Linked DNA regions of Pan troglodytes: regions 1, 2 and 3 are each linked to region 4. The links are chromatin contacts, called in public HiChIP or PLAC-seq maps. All regions are on one chromosome and are shown on one strand. The core of a region is the stretch at or near the end of the contact, and the rest is flanking DNA. Distances in the headings are between cores, read along the strand shown. Region 1 holds the start of DNTTIP2 (deoxynucleotidyltransferase terminal interacting protein 2). Region 2 holds the start of MTF2 (metal response element binding transcription factor 2). Region 3 holds the start of LOC129137262. Region 4 holds the start of FNBP1L (formin binding protein 1 like).

Region 1 (6,249 bases), core at 973-3,472, 430 kb before region 4:
TTAGTATCTTATGTTTGTTTCTTGACCTTAGATTGTATATGAGTTGGTTTTCTCCTTTCTTTTTTTTTTTTCTTTACTTGAAAGGGCCATGCTTGCAAGTGAATATTAGACATTGCATGATTTTCTAATATTCTCTCCAGTTTTCTACACCTACCTCTGTCATCTTAATTTCTATTTTCATGCATTTGCTCAAATTAAAGATGTGGAGATTAAATGAATGAACACATGTAAAGCACGTAGATTAGTATCCAGCAGATATTAAGTGGCCAATACTATTATGATTGATGCTGTTGTTCTTTGATACTTTGATCTCCACAACCTACATCCAATTGGTTCACTTTCCTTCTACACGATTTGTCTGCTCTTCAAATCTAACCTTTCTCTTCTGTTCATCTTCTTACATAGTCTCACTGCTACTTGGCCCTACTAAAATTTATTTTTGCTTCTTACCACATTTGCCACAAATGTTGATATAAACCATTTCCATTCTTCTGAGATGTATCACCTACTTACAGAGGTTATTATCTACCCAAAATCTTCTCTTCTTCACTCCACTTGAACATACTTGCATTCACATTCTCCTCTCTGTTTCAGATATCAACACTTTCCTCCTGGCTCAAAGGAAGGTGCATTCTTTTCTGACTACACCCACATCTCTGTTTATTATCCAGTTCAGTTAGCATTAGGCTCGGCTGCAAATAGAAAAATCTCTAATTAACAGTGGCTTTTAACAAGGTGTTTCCATCAGGTGAAAAATCTAGAAGGCGGCTCTTGAGGGCTCATAGGGCAGCTCCACAAGTTGATTTTTCCATCTCACTGCTATGCCATCTCTAAAGCATGCCTTCATCCTTATGGCACAAACTTGCTGCCTGAAAACCAGCGAACCCAACTTTCCAGGAAGTAAAATGCACTTTAAAAGATCAGGAGGGCTGGGCGAGGTCGTTTAGGCCTATAATCCCAGCACTGTAATCCCAGCACTTTGAGAGGCCGAGGCGGGTGAATCACCTGAAGGCAGGAGTTCAAGACCAGCCTGCCCAACATGGTGAAACCCCGTCTCTACTAAAAATACAAAAAAAAAAATTAGCCAGGAATGGTGGCGGGCACCTGTAATCTCAGCTACTCAGGAGGCTGAAGCAGCAGAATCGCTTGAACCCGGGAGGCGGAGGTTGCAGTGACCCAAGATTGCGCCATTGCACTCCACCCTGGGCGACAGAGCAAGACTCCGTCTCCAAAAAAAAAAGTCAGGGACGGCCTCCTCTCTTTTAGATGCCATCCCTAAAGACATGCACACAATTTATACCTAATTGGCTAAAACGTAGTCACATAGCCACATTTGGCTGCAAGAGAGACTATAAAATAAGCTATTTTAAGCTGGGAAGCAGTGTGTCCATCGACACAGTGTTCTGTGACTTTAAATTAAAAAATTGGTTTTCTGTCATAAAGAAGTAGAGACTAGGTTTGGTGAGGCACTCATTCATCCTTTCTCACCTCCAACAATAATTTGCGTTTACTTATTTTTTCAACCCCTTCCCATCCCCTCAAACATAGTTCTCTACCTTTTATCTCAAAAGATAACCAAAAAAACCTCTTGATTCTGGTCATACTCTTCCTTTCACTGTAACAATAACAACAACAACAACAACAAAACCTTATTCTTCTCCTTTACAATTTCTTTAACGTTTTTTTCTTTTCTGCTATTCCCAATCCCTAAACACCATCTCACGTTATACAGCTTTCCACTTCGTCTCCGAGTTCCTGCGAGCACCTTATATCCCTTTTACCCCAACCAAGTCCTTAAATTTTATTTATATTTAGCGTCACAATACACGAGTAAATATTGTCTTTTTTAAAAAAGCACAAATATCTCAAACTTCTCCCTTGGACATACCAATGGCTACATTAAGCTCTTTAGAACGTAGAAATGAAAGAACGCCTCCCGGGTTCAAACGATTCTACTAAACAAATGAAAGAACGAATGGCATGTAAGTGCGTTTTTACAATTCATGTGAACGGGTACGCTAAGACCCTCTGTCACTGCGGGCTTCGCTGCCCCGATGAAGGTCTTTCCCAGCAAAAATCTGGCTTGCCTTCTACAGCTCTGAAATGCACACTTAAACCCAGGCCCTTTGTCTCTGACCGCCCTGGCCTGAACTGGCTGGGCGGAGATTCTCGCGAATTCTCGGATCTGCGCGGAAAACGCGCTCGAGGCAGTTCTCTGACGCATTTCCGGAGCGCCAGGGAAGAGGGAAGTCGTGGTGGTCGCGAGGGAGCCGGAAAGATGGTGGTTACCAGATCTGCACGGGCTAAGGCCAGCATCCAAGCCGCGTCGGCTGAAAGTTCCGGGCAAAAGGTAGGAAATCCAGTCTTCCCTACTTCTCGCCGCTTCGCAGAGCCGCGCTCAGGCAGGCGGGGCGGCGCAAGGGTCCGGTTAAGGGTGAGGACCTGCCGACAGAGAGGACCCGAGCTTGCCGCACGCTTGGGTCTCCCAGGCCCAGTGCTAAGCCTGTCACGGAAACTGTTTAGCCCTCACCACTGTCTCTTAAGGCAATTTTTAGTATGGAAGAGAGGTTAGATAACTTTATTTGGGTCGTTCAACTCCTTAATGCAGAAGCACAGTTCGAACTTTTAAACCTTACTGTTAACACGGTACCAAGGAGGGTTAATTTCGGCCACCAAGCACAAGCCCCATTTAGGGGGGCTGGAAAAAAAGCTTCGTTTTCACGTGGGGAGGCTGGCAGCTGTCCAGCATCACCTCCTTAAGGCGTGAGGAGGGCTGTGGTGTCGTCGCCTGGTGACTCTTAGTGGCGTTAGTCGGCTGTCTCATTCTGACTCAGCGATGCAGGGAACGGAGCGGCGGCGATTTTTTCCTGTACGTAAAGGTAAGGGCGGCGACTGATTCCATCAGTGTGTGCCTAAACACATCGGTGTTCAGAGTTAATATTCCCTTTTTCCCCTCTTCTATAGGTGGGTCAGAATGTTGGTCTACCCGTTATATTTGACTTTAAACAGAAAAATTTTAATTGTTCTGCTTCTGAAGTTACATCTAGGAAGGATGAGGCTAGTGAAGTAAATGCAGGGTTGGATCCAGTGTTTAAATTTTGATTTTTTTGTTTGTTTGTTTTTGATTCGGAGTCTTGCTCTGTCACCCAGGCTAGAGTGCAGTGGCGCAACCTCGGCTCACTGCAACTTCTGCCTCCCGGATTCCAACAATTCTCCTGCCTCAGGCTCCTGAGTAGTTGGGATTACAGGTGCGCACCAACACGCCCCGCTAATTTTTTTACTTTGAGTAGAGATGGGGTTTCACTATGTTGGCCAAGCTGTCTCGAACTCCTGACCTCGTGATCCACCTGCCTCGGCCTCCCAGAGTGCTGGGATTACAGCCGTGAGCCACCGCGCCCGGCCAAATTTTGATTTTTTAAAAATCATGAGTTGGGCAGGTTTTTTTGTTTTTTGTTTTAAAGGTAATCTTGTTTACTGGGTTTTAGCTTTTGGGGTCAGTATTTCATTTGTTTTGCCCTTGTTCCAGCCCTACCTAAATTACAGTGTGTTTTCTCTGGTTTGCAGAGTTTTGCTGCTAATGGGATTCAAGCACATCCAGAAAGTAGTACTGGATCTGATGCCCGAACTACTGCTGAATCACAGACCACTGGGAAGCAAAGTTTAATCCCTAGAACTCCTAAAGCTAGAAAGAGGAAGAGCAGAACTACAGGCTCACTACCAAAGGGAACTGAACCATCTACGGATGGAGAGACCTCTGAGGCAGAGTCAAATTATTCTGTGTCTGAGCACCATGATACCATTTTAAGGGTAACTAGGAGAAGGCAGATCTTAATTGCATGCTCCCCAGTGTCCAGTGTTAGGAAAAAGCCGAAAGTAACTCCAACAAAGGAGTCTCACACTGAAGAAATAGTGTCTGAAGCAGAATCTCATGTTTCAGGTATTTCTAGAATTGTGCTTCCCACAGAAAAAACTACAGGAGCCAGAAGAAGTAAGGCTAAATCTCTGACAGATCCAAGCCAAGAATCTCATACAGAAGCTATATCTGATGCTGAGACATCAAGCTCAGACATTTCATTCTCTGGAATTGCAACTAGAAGAACCAGGAGTATGCAGAGGAAATTAAAGGCACAAACTGAAAAGAAAGATAGTAAGATTGTACCAGGAAATGAGAAACAGATCGTGGGTACACCTGTGAATTCAGAGGATTCAGATACCAGACAAACTTCCCATTTACAAGCAAGATCTCTTTCTGAGATAAATAAGCCAAATTTCTATAATAATGACTTTGATGATGATTTCTCCCACAGAAGTTCAGAAAATATATTAACAGTGCACGAACAGGCCAATGTTGAATCTCTTAAAGAAACAAAACAGAATTGTAAGGATTTGGATGAAGATGCCAATGGAATAACAGATGAGGGGAAAGAAATTAATGAGAAAAGTTCTCAGCTGAAGAATCTTTCTGAACTTCAGGACACTAGCCTTCAACAGTTAGTTTCTCAGAGACATTCAACCCCCCAAAATAAAAATGCTGTATCAGTGCACTCTAATCTGAACTCTGAGGCTGTAATGAAATCATTAACTCAAACATTTGCAACTGTGGAAGTAGGCAGATGGAATAACAACAAAAAGAGCCCCATAAAAGCAAGTGACTTGACAAAGTTTGGTGATTGCGGTGGTAGTGATGATGAAGAAGAGTCCACAGTTATAAGTGTCAGTGAAGACATGAACAGTGAAGGGAATGTAGATTTTGAATGTGATACCAAACTATACACGTCTGCGCCCAACACATCTCAGGGTAAAGATAATTCTGTCTTATTAGTTCTCAGCAGTGATGAAAGCCAACAGTCTGAAAACAGTGAGAATGAAGAGGATACTTTATGTTTTGTTGAAAATAGTGGCCAAAGGGAGTCATTAAGTGGAGACACAGGAAGTCTGTCATGTGACAATGCATTGTTTGTAATTGACACAACTCCTGGAATGAGTGCTGATAAAAATTTTTACTTGGAAGAGGAAGACAAGGCAAGTGAGGTTGCCATTGAGGAAGAAAAAGAAGAGGAAGAGGATGAAAAAAGTGAAGAAGATTCATCAGACCATGATGAAAATGAAGATGAGTTTAGTGATGAAGAAGACTTCCTAAATAGCACAAAGGCTAAACTGTAAGTTTTTCCTTTATTTTTATAAGTTTTTGATACATGTATTTCAAGTGGTTAATTTACCATAAAAATATGAAATGTTAGCCTGGGGAATGAGAAAATCACTGCCTTGGGTTCTTCATGGAATGGCTCTTCTATCCAGCATTTCCCTTGTCTTTTTGGATACCTATTTTAGTCATATTTTTCCCACCAATCATAGCTAAAGGTGCTCCTTTTGGTGACATATTAGAAATCAATCTGTTGGATGCAGTGACTCATGCCTGTAATCCCAGCACTTTGTGAGGCTGAGGCAGGAGGATCACTTGAGCCCAAGTAGGTGTTTGAGATCAGCCTGGGCAATATAGGGAGACCCTATCTCTACACAAAAAATTTTTTTTAAATTAGCCATGTGTGGTGCCCTGTGCGCCTGTGGTCCCAGCTACTTGGGAAGCTGAGGTGGGAGGATTGCTTGAGCCCTGCACATTGAGGCTGCGGTGAGCCATGATTGTGCCGCTGCACTCCAGCCTGGGCAATGGAGGGAGATGTTGTCTCAAAAAAAAAAAAAAAAAAATCATATGTTAAGATTTTTGTATGTGATTGTTAAGAGCAGTAAGTGACTCGTACCTGTAATTTCAGCATTTTGAAAGGCTGAGGCAGGTGGATCACTTGAGCCCTGGAGTTCAAGACTGGCTTGGGCAACATGGGAAAAACCCATCTCTACAAAAAATTTTTTTAAAAAGCTGGGCATGGTGGCAAGCACCTGTGGTCCCAGCTACTGGGGAGGCTGAGGTGAGAGGATCACTTACTTGAGCTCAGGAGGCAGAGGTTGCAGTGAGCCGAGATCGCGCCACAGCGCTCCAGCATGGGTGACAGTGAGACCCTGTCTCAAAAAAAAAAAAAAATATGTACTCTCTTCTGCTTGCATTCTTTCACTCAGAATATTATTTCTGTAATTCATCCATGTTACTGTATATACCAGTAGTTCATTCTTTTTTATTGCTGAGTGGTATTCCATTGTATGACTATACAACAATGAATTTATGCATTCATTCAAGTAATGATAGACATTTGGGTTGTATCCATTTTTCAATATTGTGAGTATTTGGGAACTTAG
Region 2 (6,693 bases), core at 1,406-3,905, 370 kb after region 4:
TTCAATACCCACATGCGGCTAGTGGCTACTGTACTGGATACAGCAGATATAGAACACTGCCATCACTGGAGAAATTTCTACTAGATAGCACTACTCTAACATATAAGAAATATCCACAGGGAAACTTTTACATTCCAATTTAGGATGGTTATACTGGATTTCACAGCAATAAACAAATTTTCCTGAAGAACAGGGAAAACAAAGTACAAAAATATTAACCATCAAAGATCGTTCATGGAAGTGTCGACTAACTAAAACAGCAGTTAAGTTTTACTTTCAGAACCATCAAGCTACAGATGTTGGTCATGGCAACTCCTCAGAGGCAAATTTCTCTGTTAAAATATAGATTAACAATATACTGTCAGTTTCCTCAAGTCAGATGTAAAGATTATGCTGAAAAATGATTAAAGCAAATTATCCTTCAAAGATCCCACAAAAAGGAATATTTATAATCCATGAAATCAAAGAGTTAATGACCCACAGTAAAATACACAGAATGTCTTTCCTAACAGAGCTTTGAGGCAACGGGGATGATTTAAAGAACTATTAAATATAATTGTGTCATCTAGAAAAAAGGCTTAACAAGATGATTTCTGTACAACTAGTTCTAAAACTGTGTATGCATTTCATCCTGATAGTTACACATTTCCGTTAATACCCACTAACATTATAAATGTAGTATCAGGAAGCAGGTGTGTTCTTAATTCAAATATTTAGAACATTTTTAGCACTTTAAAAAACTGCAGGTGAACTAATTTTAAAATGTGAATTCAAATACATTTTTATATTTAGGAATCTGAAAAAACAAGTCATTTTTTATTCCCTCTCAAGTTATAACTAAACTATAGGGCACTTAAAGCCATCAGTCAAAACAACTCCCTTTAAAGCATTTTCAAATCTTAAAAAGGTTATTGTGAATTTAATTACATTTTATCCACATTAACTACTTCTACATACAACTATCTTTGAAATTTACTGACCAAAAAAAAAAGGAATTCCCAAGAGAGAATGAAACCATGGAAATTGAAACCAGCTTGTAGGCTAGGTATACAGGAGGGTCACATGGAATCCATCTGAAGGAGAAAGTAACTACTATTACTACTGGAGGTTCTGGAGTCAAATTAAATCAGGTACTATTTACATATTTCTAGCTCTGTACTGACCTCACATGGTGCCTTCCTATGTATTACACACAGGCCTAGCTAGGTTTTCACATTTAAGTTAGTGTTACATGGTTTCTATCTTTAACCAAAGTTAAATGTTTTAAAGAATAGAGTAACATTCCATAAGCCTTTTCCCATTGTTCACAAACCCTTGCTGTTAGTCAGATTACCCCGATAAATCCATCTGTTCCCTCTAATTGCTTCCAAAGAAAAATTCTAGCAACCAAGGACACCAGATTGTAAAACACAGAGTTAGAGTTCTGGCACTACCGAAATATGTTAAGAAATCTTGGCAAATTGGTTAAAATTCCTTAAGCCGTAATTACCTCAGTTGTAAAAATGAATACAATACAAATCTACATCCTAGACGCAGATTATATGAGTTAGGTTTAATTAAACACAAGAAAGGCCTCATATTTTTGGTGAGCTCCAAATATAAGCTACCTAGCTTTCCCCCATCTCACTTTCCCTCCCACCGCTTCCCTTTAAGCTTTCAGGTTGTGCTTCCAACCTCCACTTCAGTGTGTTCCCCTTATCCTTACCAGCACTTACACTCGACCCCCTTTACTCCAATTCCATACAATTCCACCCTCCGATTCCAAGCTGCTACTTCCCTTTGCGCACTGCTAAGGTCCCAGGCAGCCCTCCACTCTGCTCCCCACATTTCCCTCAGCCCCCATTTCCCAACGGCTCCTCCTCTCGGCTCCCCACCCCCTCGTCACCAGGTTCATCCTGCCCCTCCAACCGTCTCCCGCCCCCAGGTTCCTTCCTGCCCTCCAAACACAGCTTCCCCGTCTCAACGTTTCATCTTGTTCCTCCAACAGACTCCCCCAACGACCTCCTCGCTCCTTTAGTCCCTATTTTCTCCCAACACTCAACTGACTACTCCTCTTCATCCATTCTTTTCAATATACACATAAATGCAAAGGCACCCACATACAGGAGCCCCCACCCCCACCTTGGTCCTCCATCTTTCCCTTTTATACTTGCTTCCTTTCTTCCTCCTTCCCCCAACCCCCATCTCCTCCGGAAGAGTCGGTTCCCAGGCCAAGGTCTCTCACCTCATTCGGTCACTTCAGTGGTGCCAACCGCTTCATACAGGAAAAAACAACCAATCCGTCCCCGTGGGCGCTTCCCCTGCGAGTCCGAGCACTTACTGGGCACCCGCCCCACCGGGTACCCGGCACATATGCACGCACAAACCGAGGTCCTTGGAGACAAGGGTTGGGGGTAGAATGAGCGTTCTTACACCGGCCTCAAACACAGCCCACTTCAATACAGCCCCTCGCCATTTTGGTTTCCCGCGGACTGCCGGTGCATTCTGGGAGCGCGGAGCGACTCCGGTGCCGAATGGCAGCTCTCCAAAGCCGCGGGGGGGCAGGGACTGCGCGGCGAGCGCGGAGGAACACCGCGCCCTGCGTCCCCGACTGGGGCTGAACAAAGAAGGACTCTTTAATGTTGCAGTGAGGCTCAGTCCTTCCGCCGCCGGGGCTAACACAATAGTGAAAGCTGCGCTCCTGATCGTCGGTAGGCTGGCACTGTTATACAGGAAAAGGGTCGTGTGCGACCTTCGGTGTGCGTGGTCGTGACGGTGCTCTGTGCATCTTGCTGGGCCGATTTCTTTTCCCTGGAGAAAACCTTAACTGAAGCACGTGTCCTCTACTTTCATCCTAAGGCCTGCTGTTAGAATTTCCTTCAGAGGGGAGAAGACCCAGGATGTCGAGATTAAATTTTATTCAGCGATTCACTGTCCAGTCCCAAACTCCTTATCAGGAGCTGCTTTTATGAAAGACTTTCAGACGATTTTTTTCCTAACGATGAAAGGTTGTTTTCTGTTTACCCGCTTTGCAGTCCTTCCTAGTTGTAATGAAATCTGAGAATAGTCCCCTGCAAAATGGTTTAAGAAAACAGAATTGTTTATTAGTGCAGACCCTTAGCCTGCCCAGATTCTGCTGCCTACAGGGGTCCCAAGTGACAAGCTGTGAGATTGTATGCTTGTCTCTTTAACTTACACCTAGATACAACCCAGCTCCTCTTAGTAGCCACGTGTGGAATCTTTATTTATAATTTCGTCAAAATATTTTTAAAGCCATTTTATATTTTTGTCCCATATTATGCCACAGGGATAGTGAACACCATATTTTTTCTGTCTCTGAAAAAGTACCTCTTGTGGTCTAAGCTCATTTGGCTCATACTTCAAAAGGGGTTCCCTCAGCCTGTGATCTCAGAATTTGGCAAATAAGCATATTCGTTTTATCCAATACCATTCAATACTTTAAATATTGTGGTCATACCCTTCCACTCCTCTGCTTCTCCTGAATAATAGTCCTAATCTTTTAAGTCTGTCTTCTTACTGTACCCTCACTGTATCTACTTACCTACCACCTTTCAGGTTTCACTTTATTTCAATTCTCATCATCGTCTCTCATAAATTCGTCTTAAGTGACCTTCATACGTTGGCTGAGGAAAATTTTGACTTAAAAAAAGCAGATGCAGCCGGGCGCGGTGGCTCACGCCTGTAATTCCAGCACTTTGGGAGGCCGAGACAGGCAGATCACCTGAGGTCGGGAATTCGAGACCAACCTGATCAACTTGGAGAAACCCCGTCTCTACTAAAAATACAAAAATTAGCCAGGTGTGGTGGCACATGCCTGTAATCCCAGCTACTCGGGAGGCTGAAACAGGAGAATCGCTTGAACCCAGGAGGCAGAGGTTGTGGTGAGCCAAGATCGTGCCATTGCACTCCAGCCTAGGCAACAAGAGCAAAAACTCCATCTCAAAAAAAAAAAAAAAAAAAAAAGTAGATGCATTCCCATTCAGGAACGTGGCATAATAAATAATAAATATTATTATAAGGTAAATAAATAAATAAAATATTAAAAAGTAGATGCAGTACAAAAATTAATAAAGATATTGCACAAACAGATATATTTGCTGTGCAGCTAAGCCTAATCAGAGAACATCTGTTTTGGAGAACGTTTGGTCTAAGTTTTCCTCAACATTTCTGTAAAGTGGTCACCAAGCCTCAACTTCAAAATCTTCAGTGATTCAATACTTCAGACGCATTCATTTCCACCTCAGAAACTAATAATTTGGGCTCTTTGGCTACACAAAAGTATTCTAATCCCTTATACATTAGAGAAGTAAATTATGCCTCTATCAAAAAAAAGTGTTATTTTTCTGTGCAAACGTGTGAGTACAAAGGTGTAAGCAAACCAAGTGTTCAGAGATTTAAGGACACTCAGGGAGTCACAGTCAAGTATAAAGAATACCTGTCAGCCAGCCACCAGCAACTCACTCCTGTAATCCCAGTACTTTGAAAGGCCAAGGTAGAAGGATCACTTGAGCTGGGGAGTTCCAGACCAGTATGCAGTCTGGGCCACATAGTGAGACCCTGTCTCTACAAAAAATTTAAAAATTAGCTGGGCCTCTGCCTGTAGTCCCAGCTATTCAGGAGGCTGAGGTGGTAGGCTTACTTGAGCCACAGTGAGACTGCCTCAAAAAAAAAAAAAAAAAAAAAAAAAAAACCTGCTGTAGTTGTGGTTCCTCGGAAATATAGAGTGAACTCTGATCAGAGTAAACTGTACCCTTTATTGTTGTATGTATTTCTGTGATCATCCTTAGGGTCGTTCATAAGTATTCTGGTTCCCCTCTCTTCCAGACACATAGTAAAATTGCACTCTCTGGCCGGGCGCGGTGGCCACGCCTGTAATCCCAGCACTTTGGGAGGCTGAGGGGGGCAGATCACTTGAGGCCAGGAATTCCAGACTAGCATGGCCAACATGGCAAAACTCTGTCTCTACTAAAAATACAAAAATTAGCCGGGCATGGTGGTGCATGCATGTAATCCCAGCTATTTGGGAGGCTGAGGCAGAGAATCACTTGAACCTAGGAGGCCGAGATTGCAGTGAGCCAAGATTGCACCGCTGCACTCCAGCCTAGGCGACAGAGGCAGACTCTGTCTCGAAGAAAAAAGAAAAAAAAATTTGCACTCTCTTGCACCCCTGAAGTTAATTGCTTTGACCAATAAAATGGGTGACATGTATCACTTCTCAGGAGAATCTTTAAGAAGCAGAGACACATCTCCCTCCCCCATGCTATGGTAATCGTGGAAGCTTGGGTTGAGATAGAATGTCTGTCGCTTTCAGTTCCTAAATGTCTACAATAAGCAGTGACTAGAATTGTGCAATCATCACCACAATCCACTTTTAAAACATTTCCATCACCCCCAAAAAATTCATTATGCGCATTTGCAGTCAACCCTCCTTCCAAGCCCTAGGCAATCTGCTATCTGCTTTCTGACAATTTCATATAAATGGTTTCATACAATAAGTAGTCTTTTGCATCTGGCTTCTTTCACTCAGAATGATATTTTTTAGGTTCATCTACATTGTACCAGTCAGTAGTTATTTCTTTTTATTGCCAAATAGACTCCATTTGAATGAATGTACTACATTTTGTTTATCCATTCGCCAGTTGAAGGACATTTATGTTGTTTTCAATCTGGGGCTATTATAAATAAGACTGCTATGAACATTTGTGTACAAATCTTTGTATGGACATTCGTTTTTTATTTTTCTTGAGTAGATCCCTAGAAGTGGAATTACAGAGTTGTATGATAAGTTTATGTTTAACTTTTTAAGATACTGCCAAACTGTTTTCCAAAGTGTAAGCAATATGTAAGCCTTCCAGTTTCCCAATATCCTCACTGATACTTGTCTGTCTTTCTGATTTCACTCATAACAGTAGGGATTGCTAGGCATGGTGGCTCACACCTGTAATCCTAGCACTTTGGGAGGCCAAGGCTGGAGGATTGCTTGAGCCCGGAAGTTTGAGACCAGCCAGGGCAATACAGTGAAACCTTGTCTCTAAAAAAATAATAATTTTTTTTTTTTTAGATGGAGTCTGTCTCTGTCACCCAGGCTGGAGTGCAGTGGCACAATCTTGGCTTACTGCAACCTCTGCCTCCTGAGTTCAAGCGATTCTCCTGCCTCAGCCTCCTGAATAGCTGGGATTACAGGCACGTGCCACCACGCCCGGCTAATTTTTGTATTTTTAGTAGAGACTGGGTTTCACCATGTTGGTCAGGCTGGTCTCAAATTCCTGACCTTGTGATCTGCCTGCCTCGGCCTCCCAAAGTGCTGGGATTACAGGCATGAGCCACTGCACCTGGCCAAAAAAAAAAAAATTATTATAATAATTTAAAACAGTGGGAGTGAAGTGGTTCATTGTGGTTTCCCTAATGGCTAGTGCTATTGAGCATCTTTGGTTTGTTAGCCATTCTTATATCTTCTTTAGTGAAGTGCCTACTCAAATATTTTATGTATTTTTTAACTGGACAATCTTCTTATATCAACTTGTAAGAGTTCTTTATATATTCTAGATTTAGGTTCTTTAACAGAAGCATGATTTGCAAATATTGTCTTTCTGTCTATGACTTTATGACTTGTCTTTTCATTTTTCATAATGATGTCTTTTCTTTTTCCCCCAGAAACAAGGTCTCACTCTGTTGCCCAGCCTGGAGTGTAGT
Region 3 (6,361 bases), core at 113-2,612, 390 kb before region 4:
ACTCGAACCCGGAACCTTTGAATGCCTTCAGCCTCTAGAAGTCCAATGCGCTATCCATTGCGCCACGGAGCCACCTGTTGGAGTCTCAGCGCATCTGCTGTGTTAAGCCAGAGGCGACGGCCGCGCGCTCTTCCGACCGCCCCTCCCGTCGTCAGTGTCACCGAGACCCAGCCGCCGCGCTCAGGGCACTGCCATCCGCCTCAAACGCCGGCCGCAGGCTCTCGGTCTCCCCGCAGTGGTCGCCCCTCAACAAGGTCGGCGACCCAGTTGAGCCAAGGGCGGCCGCAGTCCGACGGTCCCACCTGGTCGGTATGAGGGCAGCCGCAACCCGGTCCCCTTCACGGTCCGGGCCCAGCCGTACGAATCACAGTCGCGCTTTTCCCTCCCCGGCTCCCTTCCTGCCCCAAGCGCCCCGCCTACCAGGTCTCTCCGGCGGCCGCTCCAGCCCGGCCGGGACCCCAGAGTTGCAGGCCCAGGCCAGCCGTTGCACCGTTAAGCCGGGCCGGTGACGCCGGGCCTTTACGTCGCGCCTGTGAGCGGCCGAGGCCGAGCGGCCGCCCCTCGGGCTGCGAGACGTAAGCGGCGACCCCTCTCGGGCCTGGGCTCTTCCCTCGCGGCCCGGCCGGCCGGCGGCCTGGACCTGCGGCGGCGAGCGCCGGTCGCGGCGACGTCTGTGTGCGTGCTTGTGCGTGTTTATTTGCGCGGGGTTCGGAAAAACGGGGTTTGGGTTGCATTTCGCTCCCCACAGACCCAGAGCCGAATTTCTGAGGTATCCGGGCTCTGGTGGACTGAGGGGGGCGACGCGCCCCGCGCCGCAGCATCCTCCGAGAGCTCGTCTTGCCCCCAGCACCTGCCTCCAAGGACGCCGCGCAGCTGCCCCGAGCCCGCGCGCCCGGGCCCCGCGACTGCGTGGGCGGAAGCCGGGAGGGTGTCAGCACGCGTGGGAGCGCTGGGAGCATGCGTGTGCGGGTGCATGTGGTCGGAGGGCGCGCGCTCGAGCGCGGCCGCGGGGTTTCCTGGTGGCTGCGAGCGGTGGGGACGGCAGAGGGCCTGGCGCCGCTACCCAGAAGGGTGCGGTCGCCACGAATCTGAGAGGCGGCTGGGTGGGGGCCGGCAGGTTTCCAGTGCCCGCAGTGATCCCCATCCGCAAGACCCCGAAGCCCTTTGAAATAGACGGTCAAAGCCGCGTGGTTGCTCTGCGACTGCAGCGGCGAGACCGAACGCCCGGCCCCCGTTCCTATTAGCTCACAGCAGTCCCGGCCCCGCCTACGGAGGATTCGCAGGGCGGCCGCTGGGCGCGCTTTCTCGGCTTGGCCACAGCCCGTTTCTGCACCAAACCCGCCAGCCGCGGCCCACCCTGTGCTTCACCCATACCCGCCCCTGCCCAGCATCGCCAGGCCTCAAATGCAGAATAGTCTCTGGCAGAGTTCAAAGAGGGAAAGGGAAGTCCTGGGAAGAGTCCAGTGTGGTAGGGATTTTACAGTCTTAACCCCAAGACGAAGCTATGGAGCGGGTACATACACACCACCGTCCCCTTTATAATATAAAGAAGGGAAACTGCAGCTAAGAGAGGTTAAAAAACTCGTGTAGGGACGCCCAGCTAGTGAGCGTGGAGAACTGTGATGAATCATATTTTGTTATGTTTGCAAACTAACACGTTAGCTTTCACGGTTTCATGAATGCTGACAGAACACACCAGACTTCTGAGTCAGAGATAAAAGACTATTACAACAAAAGCAATAGCCAGAGTATCACCGTTTTTGAGTTGGCTCCCTGGACCCCAGTTCTCACAGGAACGAAGCACACAGGCCCAGATGCATGCTTACACACAAGATGGGTTGCATTACAGAAGAGGAATGCTGAGCTTGGGGAACCCACCATGTTATAGTGAGCAGTAAGCAAGCCTGCTCTTTGTTCCATAGGGAGACATTACCTCATCCCTCAAGATTGCTCGCTGCAAACACAACGCTGAGAAATGGCCCAAGTAAAGCGTGATCAGGGTCTTGCATTCTTGGCACATCTAGGAAGAACGTGCAAGGATGCGAATTGTGAATCGCTTCTCCAAACAGTAAGTGGCAGAGCCCTGATTGGTGCCAGGCCTATTTAATTATACTCTAATGTAAACAAAGTTTCTTGACAACATGATATATATATATATATATATATATAAAATTGTTATGCCCCTTTAATGAAATAAATGTCTTCACATTGCATGCAGGGAGAATTCTCATATGGATAAAATTAGCCTTTAAAATGGAATATGGTTTTAAATTGTATTTATTTAAACAAATCTTTTTTGAATTCTGAAATATGCCAGGCACTGGTGGCATCTCAGGGTCTCCACTGGTCTTAGGAGTTGCTCACAGCCGAATGGGAGAAGAGATGCTCTGTATGCCTGTGGGAAAACCATACAGAGGAATTCTGCCTGGGGTATTGGAGCCAAATCTCAAATGATGAGGAGTCATTGACGTGATTAAGTGACAGTTGAGATGCGTATATAAAAATTCTGGAAAGGGGGAATTGGGAAAGAAACAATGTGCTAAGGAAAGATGTATATGTGTTTGATTCCACTTAATGATTCAAACGAATAATTTTAGATATTTTATTCCACTAGATGAAGCCAAAAAAATTCCTGTATCATGGAAAATATTAGAGATACAGTGTTAGCAGACAGTGTGGGAAAGCCAGGCTTTCCCTGTGCAGCCTTCTGTGAGCTATCAAGGTTGTACTTCTTATACCCTGCAATTAGAAGACTGGGGCCAGGTGCAGTGACTCACGCCTGTAATTCCAGCACTTCTGGAGGCTGAGGCGGGAGGATCACTTGAGGCCAGGAGCTTGAGGTTACAGTGAGCTATGATCGCGCCACTGCACTCCAGCCTGGGCGACAGAATGAGACCCCATCTCCAAAAAAAAAAAAAAAAAAGAAGAAGAAAGTCACAGCCAAACAAGGTCAGGTGTGTGGTGGTTCTCTGAACAATTAACTAAGCAGTTTATAGGTAGCAATGTTAGCATGTAAGAAAAATGAAAAGAGTATTTAGTTGCCATCTGGGGAGAAAGATTCAGTGGGTTTTGTCTTCCCCTTTTCTAATCTGGCTGAATTTTCTCAGGCTGTATCTGTAGTAAACAGCCATTATACAACCTGAGCTAAGAATTCCCGCAAGTGAGAAAGCAACCTCTTCCTGCCAACAGAGGGAGTCAAAGCATGGGTTATAACCACTTTCAATTAGGCTGATTGCAGCACATCTGCAGTTTGAGTTCGCTGGACAGCAAAGCCCTAAATTAAATACGGTTTCATGTTGGTGTTTTATTTTTATTTTTATTTTGAGACAGAGTCTCACTCTGTCACCCAGGCTGGAGTGCAATGGCATGATCTCGGCTCACTGCAACCTCCATTTCCCGAGTTGAAGCGATTCTCCTGCCTCAGCCTCCTAAGTAGCTGGGATTACAGGCACGTGCCACCACACCCGGCTAATTTTTGTATTTTTAGTGGAGATGGGGTTTCACCATGTTGTCCAGGCAGGTCTTGAACTCCTGACCTTGTGACCTGCCTGCTTCGGCCTCCCAAAGTGAGGCGTGAGCTACCGTGCCTGGCCAGCAGGATTATTTTTAAGTTACTGTGTGGTTAGTGATTTTGGCCTTCCCAGAAGCTCTGGAAATGGACTATACTTCTACTGTATATATTTGCACTAGCTTTGCTTTACTCCAGAGGTATAAGGTTGCTGGAGTACTAGTTTTATTCAATTCAATGAGTAGGGACAATACAGTTAGGCCTACTGTGGGAACCAAGTGAAAGTTTAAGACATAATTCCTACCTTCAAGGACACTCCAAATTTCCTAGGAGAAATACGATTTATGAATATGAAGCAATAAGCAGATGAAGCAAGGTAGCATGTGAAAAAGTGTCATAATGTGACTGGGCATTCCTACCGGTAAAAATTTTTCAGTTTGGACCCCCAAGGAACAAGGATGCTCTATTATACTACTAATAAAACATACCTAAAAAGGAATTTTTAAAGGGTGAGATTTAAAAAACAAACAAACAAAAACTGTGGTAGTAGCAGTTAAGAGTACAGCCTGTGGAGTCAGGACCCTGTCATTCAAATCTTGGTTCAGCCTTTATTTGCAGGACATGATCCTTAACTTCTCTGCCTGAAAAATTATAAAATTGTTATGAGAATTGCAAGAGTTAATCCTCTCAAGGACTTGTCTCAGTTCTGGCACATGGTAAATGTGTAACAAATATTTGCTATTATATTAGTAAGTAGCTCTTAATAAAGAAATCCCACATCCTGCAGAAACAAAGGACAGTATAGATACAGCATCAGCTAAATTTGTTGCAACCGGAGGGACATTCTGCAGCTCCCTACCCCACTCCTACTCAGCTGTACATTTCATTTCTGTTACCGAACAGAACACTTAGCTTCTCAGACTGAAGACATCTACCTTCAGCTTCAATTCCTCACAGTTCTTAGTTCAAGAACCTTAGGCATATTTTTATTTTCATTTGTCCCACCCACCACATGGTTTCCCAAGACAAGGGTACCATCCACCCTTAAGGACTTAAGAAGACTCATTTCTTGCTAGAAAAATCTACTCACAACGTTGAAATGAAGGCCTTTTTCATCCTAAAATCTACTCACAACATTGAAATGAAGGGCTTTTTCATCCTAAAATATCTCAGTGCTGAGTGTGATTACTGAGCCAGGCCAATAGCCAAACCACATTAGGTGGCCAGGCAGGAACAGGGGAAGGAAAAGAAAATTTTCCAGGATGAAGAAAAACATAACATCAAGACAAAAATGAGGGTTGGATGGGTCCTTATGGAAGTACAGTTTGGGGTGATGGAAGATGTGTCAACAGACGAGGTTGGGAAGGTAGGATCCAGGCCAGATACGGCAAAAGGGGTAGGGGCAGACTTGATTCAAGATAAGGAATGTGGCAATGGGAAAGCATTTGGCATGAGAAAAGCTGTGTTTAGAGTGATTACTATAGGAGGGGATGTGCAGGCAGAATGGAGTGGGGCCAGAGGGTCAGGGAGACTACTGCATCCTATTTAATTTGTCTGATTTCTTCATCTTTTCAGAAAACCGTCTGAGGGTCCAGTAGTGACCTTGGGGCATACAGAGATGAAAAACACATGTGCTTGGCTTACAAGCCTTATAGAAAGGATGATAGGCCAGGCATGGTAGGTAGCTCATGGCTGTAATCCTAGCACTTGGGGAGGCTGAGGCGGGTGGATTGCCTGAGCTCAGGAGGTCGAGACCAGCCTGGCCAACATGGTGAAACCCTGTCTCTACTACAAATATAAAAATTACCCAGGTGTGGTGGCACATGCCTGTAATCCCAGCTACTCGGGAGGCTGAGACAGGAGGACCACTTGAACCTGGGAGGCAGAGGTTGCAGTGAGCCAAGATCACAGTATTTGCACTCCAGCCTGGGCAACAGAGCGAGACTCCATCTCTGGGGAAAAAAAAAAAAAGGATGACAGGTACACAAACAGCTGTGATGTAAAGTAAAAAGGTCTTTAAGTGAGGTGCAGGTGTGGTGATACGGGACTTCAGGGAAGAGAGAGATTACATTGTGAGAGGGAATTACACAGGGAGGCTGCATTTGAAATGGGCTATCTAACCTAGGACTGACTTGCGTACAAGGAATGCTGTGGCTAGGGCGCAGGGGTAGAAACCAGACTCAGGGGTTATGAGGAAGAAGATAGGACAAGGCTGGGAAAATAATGGAGGCTGAGCAGTTCAGTGCACAGTGTTTAAAAGGGTGCCAAAAACTTGATCTTGGTTGCAGCAGGTGCTGGTAAAGAAGGTCACTGGGGTTCAGAGTACTGGTGACAAAGTCAGGCATGGTTCTGTGCCATCAGCCTGTTCAGAAGAGGACAAGAAACACAGCTAAGGATAAAGGGAACATGATCTGGTCCCGAAAGGGGAAGGCTTGGGAGGCTGATTGAAAGACTTAGACTGGTAGAGTGGTATTCAGAGAAGAGGTCTAGTCATGAAGGAAAACTGAGGCAGATGCAGGTATATCGTGTCTAAGGCAGGCAGCACCACCAATTCCAGATCTCATGGCTGGTTGCCTGGCTGACCAGGCTTCCAAGCCTAGTAGGGCTCAGGAAGGATGTAGGAGTATCTTGTAAGTGGCAGTTACCTGTCTCTGCTGTTGAGATGGCTAAACAAAGGCTGAGCCTTACTTGGGTCTTCAAGGCTGGTCAGGCTTGTCCCTGCACAAACAAAAGACCACATTCATTCATTTAAGCATTGAGACTAGCCGGGCTCTCCACAAGTCTCTTGGGACCCTTTGGTGAAGAAGACAAATGCTGTCCTTGCTGCCATGGACCTTGCAATCTTGAGCAGTC
Region 4 (6,721 bases), core at 3,493-5,992:
TCAACCTCCTCTAGACAAGCACCCTCCAAAAAATGTGAAGTAAAATTAAAGTCAATATTATAGACAGTCCCAGCTTCTTGAGAGCTTAAGGAAGGACGATTGTGGAGCACAGAGTTCAAGACTGGCCTGAGAATATAGCAAGACCCCATCTCTAAAAATATACATATATATTACAGATATGGTCTAACCAGTAGACTATGAGACCCAATTCCTTTGTTACAGATAAATCTATTAATGTGGCCTAAGATTTCACCAATTATTTAGGCAGTCACATTACCAAGCTATCAATCGAGTAAATTCACCAGAAATTACCTGTAGGTCTTTTCTTCCCCATCCTTTTACCATTTTACTTGACAAAAATGTTTAACCCAAGTAGTAAAACTTAACTTTATAATTTTGGTTTCAGCTTTAGACTTTCTTGAGCTGTTATCTAGATCACCTAACCTATCATCATCTACAAAGGCCTTCAGAACCCTAAAGATACACTTGCTAATTAGTAATCAATACTCTGGGTAATGCAATCAACTATTAATGCAATTGGGCAAAACATGCATGATCACCTACAAGCATTGTCTTGGTCAGTGAAAACAAAGATGAATCCAGCCTTTCTACACTCAAGGACAATCTAGTCACTTACAATGTAAATTTAAGTGCTATATAAAGTGTTATGAAGCCAAGATAATAAAGCATTAAAAGGTTAACACTGAGGATAATACATAAATTATCCACCTAATCTATCACTCAACCCACATTTTTCAGTTTCTTCCAAAAAGATATAAGCTTTGTCAAATGCATTTAGTTAATAATATGATGAAGGCCGGGCACGGTGGCTCACGCCTGTAAACCCAGCACTTTGAGAGGCCGAGGCGGGCGGATCACAAGGTCAGGAGTTCAAGACCAGCCTGGCCAACATGGTGAAAACCTGTTTCGACTAAAAATACAAAAATTAGTTGGGCATGGTGGTGTGCACCTGAAATCCCAGCTACTCGGGGGGCTGAGGTGGGAGAATGGCTTGAACCAGGGAGGCTGAGGTTGCAGTGACCCGAGATCGCACCACTGCACTCCAGGCTAGGCAACAGAAGAGACTCCATCTCAAAAATAATAATAATATAAATAATATGATGAAAATAACAATGGCTTTTAAATTACACATTCTTAAACTAAGGGCCAAAGATTATATCGACCAGGAAATTAAGGCATAAAAAAGATTTATATGCACTTATAAATTAAATCAGATATTTGAATCCATCTTCTAACTACCAGACTTGTCCAGCATTTTCCTTGGGTAGCAAATTTTTCAGTAAATCATATGAATGTGAGGTGCTCAGCCATATATTTTTTTCATATTTATACACACATTCACAACCCATACACAGATTTTTTTCTGTCGAACTTTAACTAGGTCCTCAAAAACTAAAAACCTATTTCTTAATAAGTAAAACTTATTTACTAAACATAGGTCTTTTCCAATCTCTAATGTCCCTATCTGTTAAAAAAAAAAAAAAAAAAAAGCTAGTAATTTCAAAATCTGTGCTTTGTGAAATTATTAATTCATATTTGGCTATCTGATCCATCCATTCTTGCTATGTAATAAAGAAATGAACACAATAAGCAATGCCTAAGATGTTACCACGCATCCTGAAGAAGTGAAGACAGTATCATCTCTTTCTTTGGTATTACCCAGAATACAATGCAAAACTGTGACTGTAGTATATATTCACTAACTTATTTACTCATTTGGAACACTAGAAATCCCTGTAAGCACAGCTCAAATTTATTACAAGTTAATTCATATCCCCTAACAATTACGCAACCAAAGTCTGACACGATCCACTCAGCATATCACTATAAAAGTCCCCCAAAGTCAGTATTAGAGCCGTTCTATTAAATTCCTTTTTTTCTCAAATTTAACATAAGACTTAAGAAGCATTAAAATAGCAATAAAAATTCCAATGATTGTTACAAGAAACAGACTCAGGTTTAAGTGCATGGCTACATGTCATTTTTCTGTAACAACATATTCTCAATAATTAACTCTTTGGGACAGTAATGTGATTCTAAATATGAAATAATAGGAGAACTGGTTTCTAAATCCAAAATTTCGAGAGAATTTCCCAACCTCAAATTCCTCAATGGCAAGAGCACAGTACAGGTGTTTGTATTACATTACAATCCATTAGAAGTACAATCCTTTTTCAAAACTGAGAACGGTAAAAAGAGGAAGCATACTCAAATTTTTCTAAGATTTCTTCTAGTCCCAACAATAGTCCTCTACACCAAGTTCTGCTTATCTAAGTTTCAGACACCAAGTTGATATTAGTTCACTCTACATTACTTAGTTTCTAATAAATGTTTCCCTCAAATCCTCAAACTAAAAATCTTAAAATATGGAGATGTATTAAATGTTGAGAAAAATTAAAAATCTTTTTTCAGAATTTCCAAAGGACACAAAGCAAATTTTAGTTAGAACAAAAATTCCCATCTCTTCTACAGTTTATCTTTTCAGATTGCTGAGAAACTCTTTAAATGCTGAAAGTAACCAAATTACAGGAGACAGTAGAGGAATGGAATCGTTTCCTTACGTAGTACCATAAGTTTAAAAAAAAAACTTTTAAAATCACATTTTATTATTCACTAAAATGTTTTTCCTTAAAACTGTTATTCTTTAGTGTGATACAAAGTGAATTTTTTAAAAATCTTAAGAGTTAAATCTAAATAACATACCTCCACTGTTTTCCTATGTTTACTTTTTAAAAGTATTCTACTTACATTTTAGTTTCCTTTGAAGCACAAGTCATTTAAGTAGGCAAAAGTTAAAATATTTTGTAATTATAAAAACGAATGAATGCACTCTGGTAGGCATGAAAAAATTAAAAAATTTAAAAATTGAAAATAAAACTATACCCATTTCCTTTCATTGATAATTCACTATAATCAATTATAGAATGCACAAAGTGTAAGGGAAAAAGGCCAATAATGCCTGAGAAACTAACCAATGTAAAAGAATTAAACTTTACGTAATTCATTTACCATGCAATCCTCCCCAATATAAGAACAATTAATGCTATCTAAGAAACGGAATGAAGGGGCTCCTAAGGTATTTTCTCTTGGGTGGTGTGTTTACAGACTGGGTAAGCACTTGTACAGAATGTTGCACAAGAGATTCCTGGCTGGCTAAGTAAAGCATTCACTAGATGGACTCTAAAGTCTCACAGTTCTAAGATTCCCAATCTATGAGTAGACGTGAAAAATAAGAAAACATTTTGCCTTTCAATTAACCCATTGGCTTTCACTCCCACCCTAGCTGGGCACACACATACTCAAAAGTTATTTCTCCCCTTTCTCTGCAGTGATTTCACGAGATCCTCGCGAACAAAAGGCACGGAAAACAGGCACAGGTGGAATAAAAAGGGGAGTGGCTGAGGCCAGGCGGCTCTCGGGACAGCGCCCCCACGCCCCCAGTTCCCCCGGCCGCACCTGAGAAATCACTGCCCTCCGCACCTGAGAAATCACTGCCCTCCACACCTCGACCCTTCCGCGCCGGCGCCAGGAGCAAATTCTCCGACCTATTACCCTCCGCCCGTACCTTGGCCAGACACTGGGCATTGTCTGGAGCCTCCTGTGCCAAAGAAAGGCAAGGAGGAAAGGAAAGGAGAGAACGAAGGAGAAAGAACAAGTGAGAATAAAGAACGGAAAGGGAAGTAAAGCAACAGGGAAACCGTAGGCTCCTTTTGGTAAAATTAGCTTCCTCATCGATCACTCGATTTAATTCAGCCCCCAAAACCAACCCACCAGCCCAAAGGCTGCAGCCGGGGGTGGCCAAACCGGAGTCCCTCGAAGCTGTGCCCGCCCGAAGCACTGAGGCAGGGAGAGGGAAATGGGCGTGTGGGCTGGGCCTGGCTGGCCCGAGGCCGGGCTCCGAACAAAGCCGCCTGGGTCCCCATACCTGGGGCGAGGGCTCTGGGCGGCGCCGCCCCAGACGGGCGACGCCCTAGCCCCGCGGACCTGGCCCGGGCGAGGAATCGCGGCCGGTCCCCTCCCCGCCCTCGAACAGCGCCCCTTGGGGACAATGGGCCCCCTCCCCCGCCTCCGGGAGGAGAGATACAAAGGAAGAGAGGAGCCGCCGGGCGCGAAGCCAGGCGTCGGGAAAAGTGAAGGTGGAGGAGGGAGAAGGAACAAGAGGGGATCACGGCGCACGCAGGAGCCCGCGGGCTGCTCCCCCGGCCGTCCCGGGCGCCGCCCGAGCCGCACCACGGCGGCAAAGGCGGGAGCACGGACTAGCGGCCCCCTAGACCCCCGGCCGAGAAGGGAAGAGGAGTCTGCACACAAAGACGAGCGGGACCCTCACCCTCCGCCAGCGCCGGACCGAGGACGGCGGTGCGCGCTTTCACCGCCGAGGGTCCGCGGCGCCCGCCCAACCCGCGCTTCTCAGGGGCCGGGGTCCGTGCGGGGCGCCCCTCTCCCCCACTCACCCACAGCTCCGTGCCCCAGCTCATGGCGGAACTTTCTGGCCGTCTGGCGGTGCCGCTGTCCGTCAGTCTGTCGGCTCCACAGTCTGTCCGACCTCTCACTCGCTGGCCGGCGGGCTAGCAGCTCAGCGGGTCTACCTCGAAAGGTGCCGCCACCGCCGGGCTCCCCAGTGAGTGAGAAAGACGCGACTGGAGAAGCCTCCGCCGCCGCCGCGTCCCCGCCTCCCCGCGCTGGGCGGGAGGGGGCCGGGGCCGAGGGGAGGCGGAACGCGGCGCGGGGAGGGGGCGGGGCGCAGTGCATCCTGGGATCGGGGAGGACCTGGGCTAGCCTGGCCGCCGCCGGCGGGGTCCCCAAGCGGGCACCTGGTCACCCTCGCTGGCCCCTCTCGCTGGTCGAGTCTCCTCCTGCAGGTACCCCGGAGCTTGGACTGCCCCCACTCCGCTGCCACTCGGACCCCTGTTTCCAAGATAGAAAGGGAGAGAAGGGAAAAGACCCCCACCGCCGCTATTATCTCATTCCTCCTCTGCGCTGAGCCCCTTTACATGAGGCAATTTTAGTTACCTGCCTTTCCTGCCTCTTGTCTCCTCCACTCGGGAGAAACCTTGATAGGGAAGCGTCATCCAAATCCTAGAGTTTACACTGAGGAGAGTTGTGTTTTATTTTTTTAAATCTTGATGCTTAAGGTGATCTCTCCTTTCAAGCCTGATGCTTTGGCATGACGATTCTTGGGAACCACCAAAATGTGCACAGGTTGAACAGCAAACGTGAAGGCAACATGTCCCCGATTCTGTCTTTAATTAAATATTTTAATTTTATAAATTCTGTCAGGAAATTATAAAAAGAGGCAGCTCTTCCAGTAATCATTTAGGTATGTTGCCAGCACACGAGATGGAAGACGTGGACAAATGTGAGCCGAGCTGTCACCTGCGGAAGATGAGAAGGCAGCTTGCCCCATGTCTGGAATGGGCACCTCGTGGGTGAGGGTTGGATGGGAGCCAGATTTTTCTCTGGTAGTGTAAACAGCTTATTCGGAACTTCAGATCTCTTTCACCTCCCAGTATCGGAACCTTGGAGGCAGGTCCACTACTTCCTTTTTTCTCTATGGAGCTACTTCCTGGCCTATCTCCATGGAAAGGCTGTTAGCTAGTTTGGCTGGTGCTACTAGATATCAAGTACGCTGAGCAACTCCCTAACATATGCTTTAGTATTAATAGCTTGTCTCCTAAAGCAAGCAAGCGCACACACACACACTTCAAAGCAGTCAACTAGTAGAGTACTCCTCAGTGCGTCATGACAGCTGGGTGTTTTAGGAAGCTCTCCCAACGGGTTCTTTGTCAGCATTGAAACTCCTCCCCTACCTGGCCTGGACAGGTGTTCCAACCTCTTCCGCTTAATCCGTATTCTTTTGCCTAGCTGCGCTCCCTCTTGGAGTTGAGGCCAACAGCCTGAGTTCGCCTGACAGTCCAGTTGCTAATCTTCCTAAATTCTCTGCTGTCCTTTTCTGAGGCCACTTTAAGCATACAAATGCCCTCTTCCAAGTGGGTTATAGCCCATTTTTAAATGCTTAAGTTTGTACCATGCAGTGAAAAGCCTGTGAAGGATTGAACAACACTTTCTAACATTTTTCTACATTGCCTCTATTCCAAAATAATTTCTTCGTTTATTTATGTCACCTAACACTGTTAACCGCCTCTCCTATCACTTCCTATCACTCCCTAGAATCATGAATGTATTTTGCAATTGCAAGTAACATTAATTAGTAAGGCGAAATGGATTTTTTTTTTTTTTTTTTTTTTGAGACGGCGTTTCACTCTGTCACCCAGCCTGGAGTGCAGTGGCGCAATCTCGGCTCACTGCAACCTCCACCCCCCAGGTTCAAGCAATTCTCCTGCCTCAACCTCCCGAGTAGCTAGGATTACAGGCGCCTGCCACCACGCCCAGCTAAATTTTGTGTTTTTAGTGGAGACAGGTTTTCACCATGTTGGCCGGTCTGGTCTCGAACTCCTGATCTCAAGTGATCTGCCCCCCTCAGCCTCTCAAAGTGCTGGGATTATAGGCGTGAGCCACTGCGCCCAGTTGGGAAATGGATTTATTAAATGAGTGTCATTATTTAGCACCACAGCAATACCAAGATTTATTATATCTAAGTATTGTCATAAAAGCTAAGACCTATAGAATATAATTTAAACCCAAGTTAAAGGATTTATCTTTTTTTTTTTTTTTTTTCTGAAACAGAGTCTTGCTTTGTTGC

What was found. HiChIP or PLAC-seq counts read pairs in DNA pulled down with a chosen protein or histone mark.
Region 1: an H3K4me3 HiChIP or PLAC-seq map of stem cell-derived excitatory neurons shows a contact between it and region 4, with 4 times the contacts expected there. The contact joins the promoter of DNTTIP2 here to the promoter of FNBP1L in region 4. A contact is called at or near these places in 1 of 7 Hi-C or Micro-C datasets (stem cell-derived neural progenitor cells) and 1 of 1 datasets of contacts at active chromatin or transcription factors (stem cell-derived excitatory neurons).
Region 2: an H3K4me3 HiChIP or PLAC-seq map of stem cell-derived excitatory neurons shows a contact between it and region 4, with 2.8 times the contacts expected there. The contact joins the promoter of MTF2 here to the promoter of FNBP1L in region 4. A contact is called at or near these places in 1 of 7 Hi-C or Micro-C datasets (stem cell-derived neural progenitor cells) and 1 of 1 datasets of contacts at active chromatin or transcription factors (stem cell-derived excitatory neurons).
Region 3: a contact with region 4 is called in an H3K4me3 HiChIP or PLAC-seq map of stem cell-derived excitatory neurons, with 5 times the contacts expected there. The contact joins the promoter of LOC129137262 here to the promoter of FNBP1L in region 4. A contact is called at or near these places in 2 of 7 Hi-C or Micro-C datasets (induced pluripotent stem cells and stem cell-derived neural progenitor cells) and 1 of 1 datasets of contacts at active chromatin or transcription factors (stem cell-derived excitatory neurons).

What each region holds. Positions count from the first base shown.
Region 1 is chr1:137,298,223-137,304,471 of NHGRI_mPanTro3-v2.0_pri, forward strand. DNTTIP2 (deoxynucleotidyltransferase terminal interacting protein 2) reads left to right here and starts at 2,223. Exons shown (of 7, transcript NM_001280405.1): 1 at 2,223-2,350; 2 at 3,565-5,159. The coding sequence starts at 2,279.
Region 2 is chr1:138,092,414-138,099,106 of NHGRI_mPanTro3-v2.0_pri, forward strand. MTF2 (metal response element binding transcription factor 2) reads right to left here and starts at 2,656. Exons shown (of 15, transcript XM_513565.8): 1 at 2,225-2,656. The coding sequence starts at 2,229.
Region 3 is chr1:137,334,821-137,341,181 of NHGRI_mPanTro3-v2.0_pri, forward strand. LOC129137262 reads right to left here and starts at 1,363. Exons shown (of 2, transcript XM_063799535.1): 1 at 421-1,363. The coding sequence starts at 959. It overlaps BCAR3 (BCAR3 adaptor protein, NSP family member), which reads left to right. Exons shown (of 14, transcript XM_054667967.2): 1 at 1-254; 2 at 1,923-2,068. It overlaps MIR760 (microRNA mir-760), which reads right to left and starts at 806; the gene lies at 728-806. TRNAR-UCU (transfer RNA arginine (anticodon UCU)) reads right to left here and starts at 72; the gene lies at 1-72.
Region 4 is chr1:137,721,953-137,728,673 of NHGRI_mPanTro3-v2.0_pri, forward strand. It overlaps FNBP1L (formin binding protein 1 like), which reads right to left and starts at 4,743. Exons shown (of 17, transcript XM_524770.8): 1 at 4,473-4,743. The coding sequence starts at 4,496.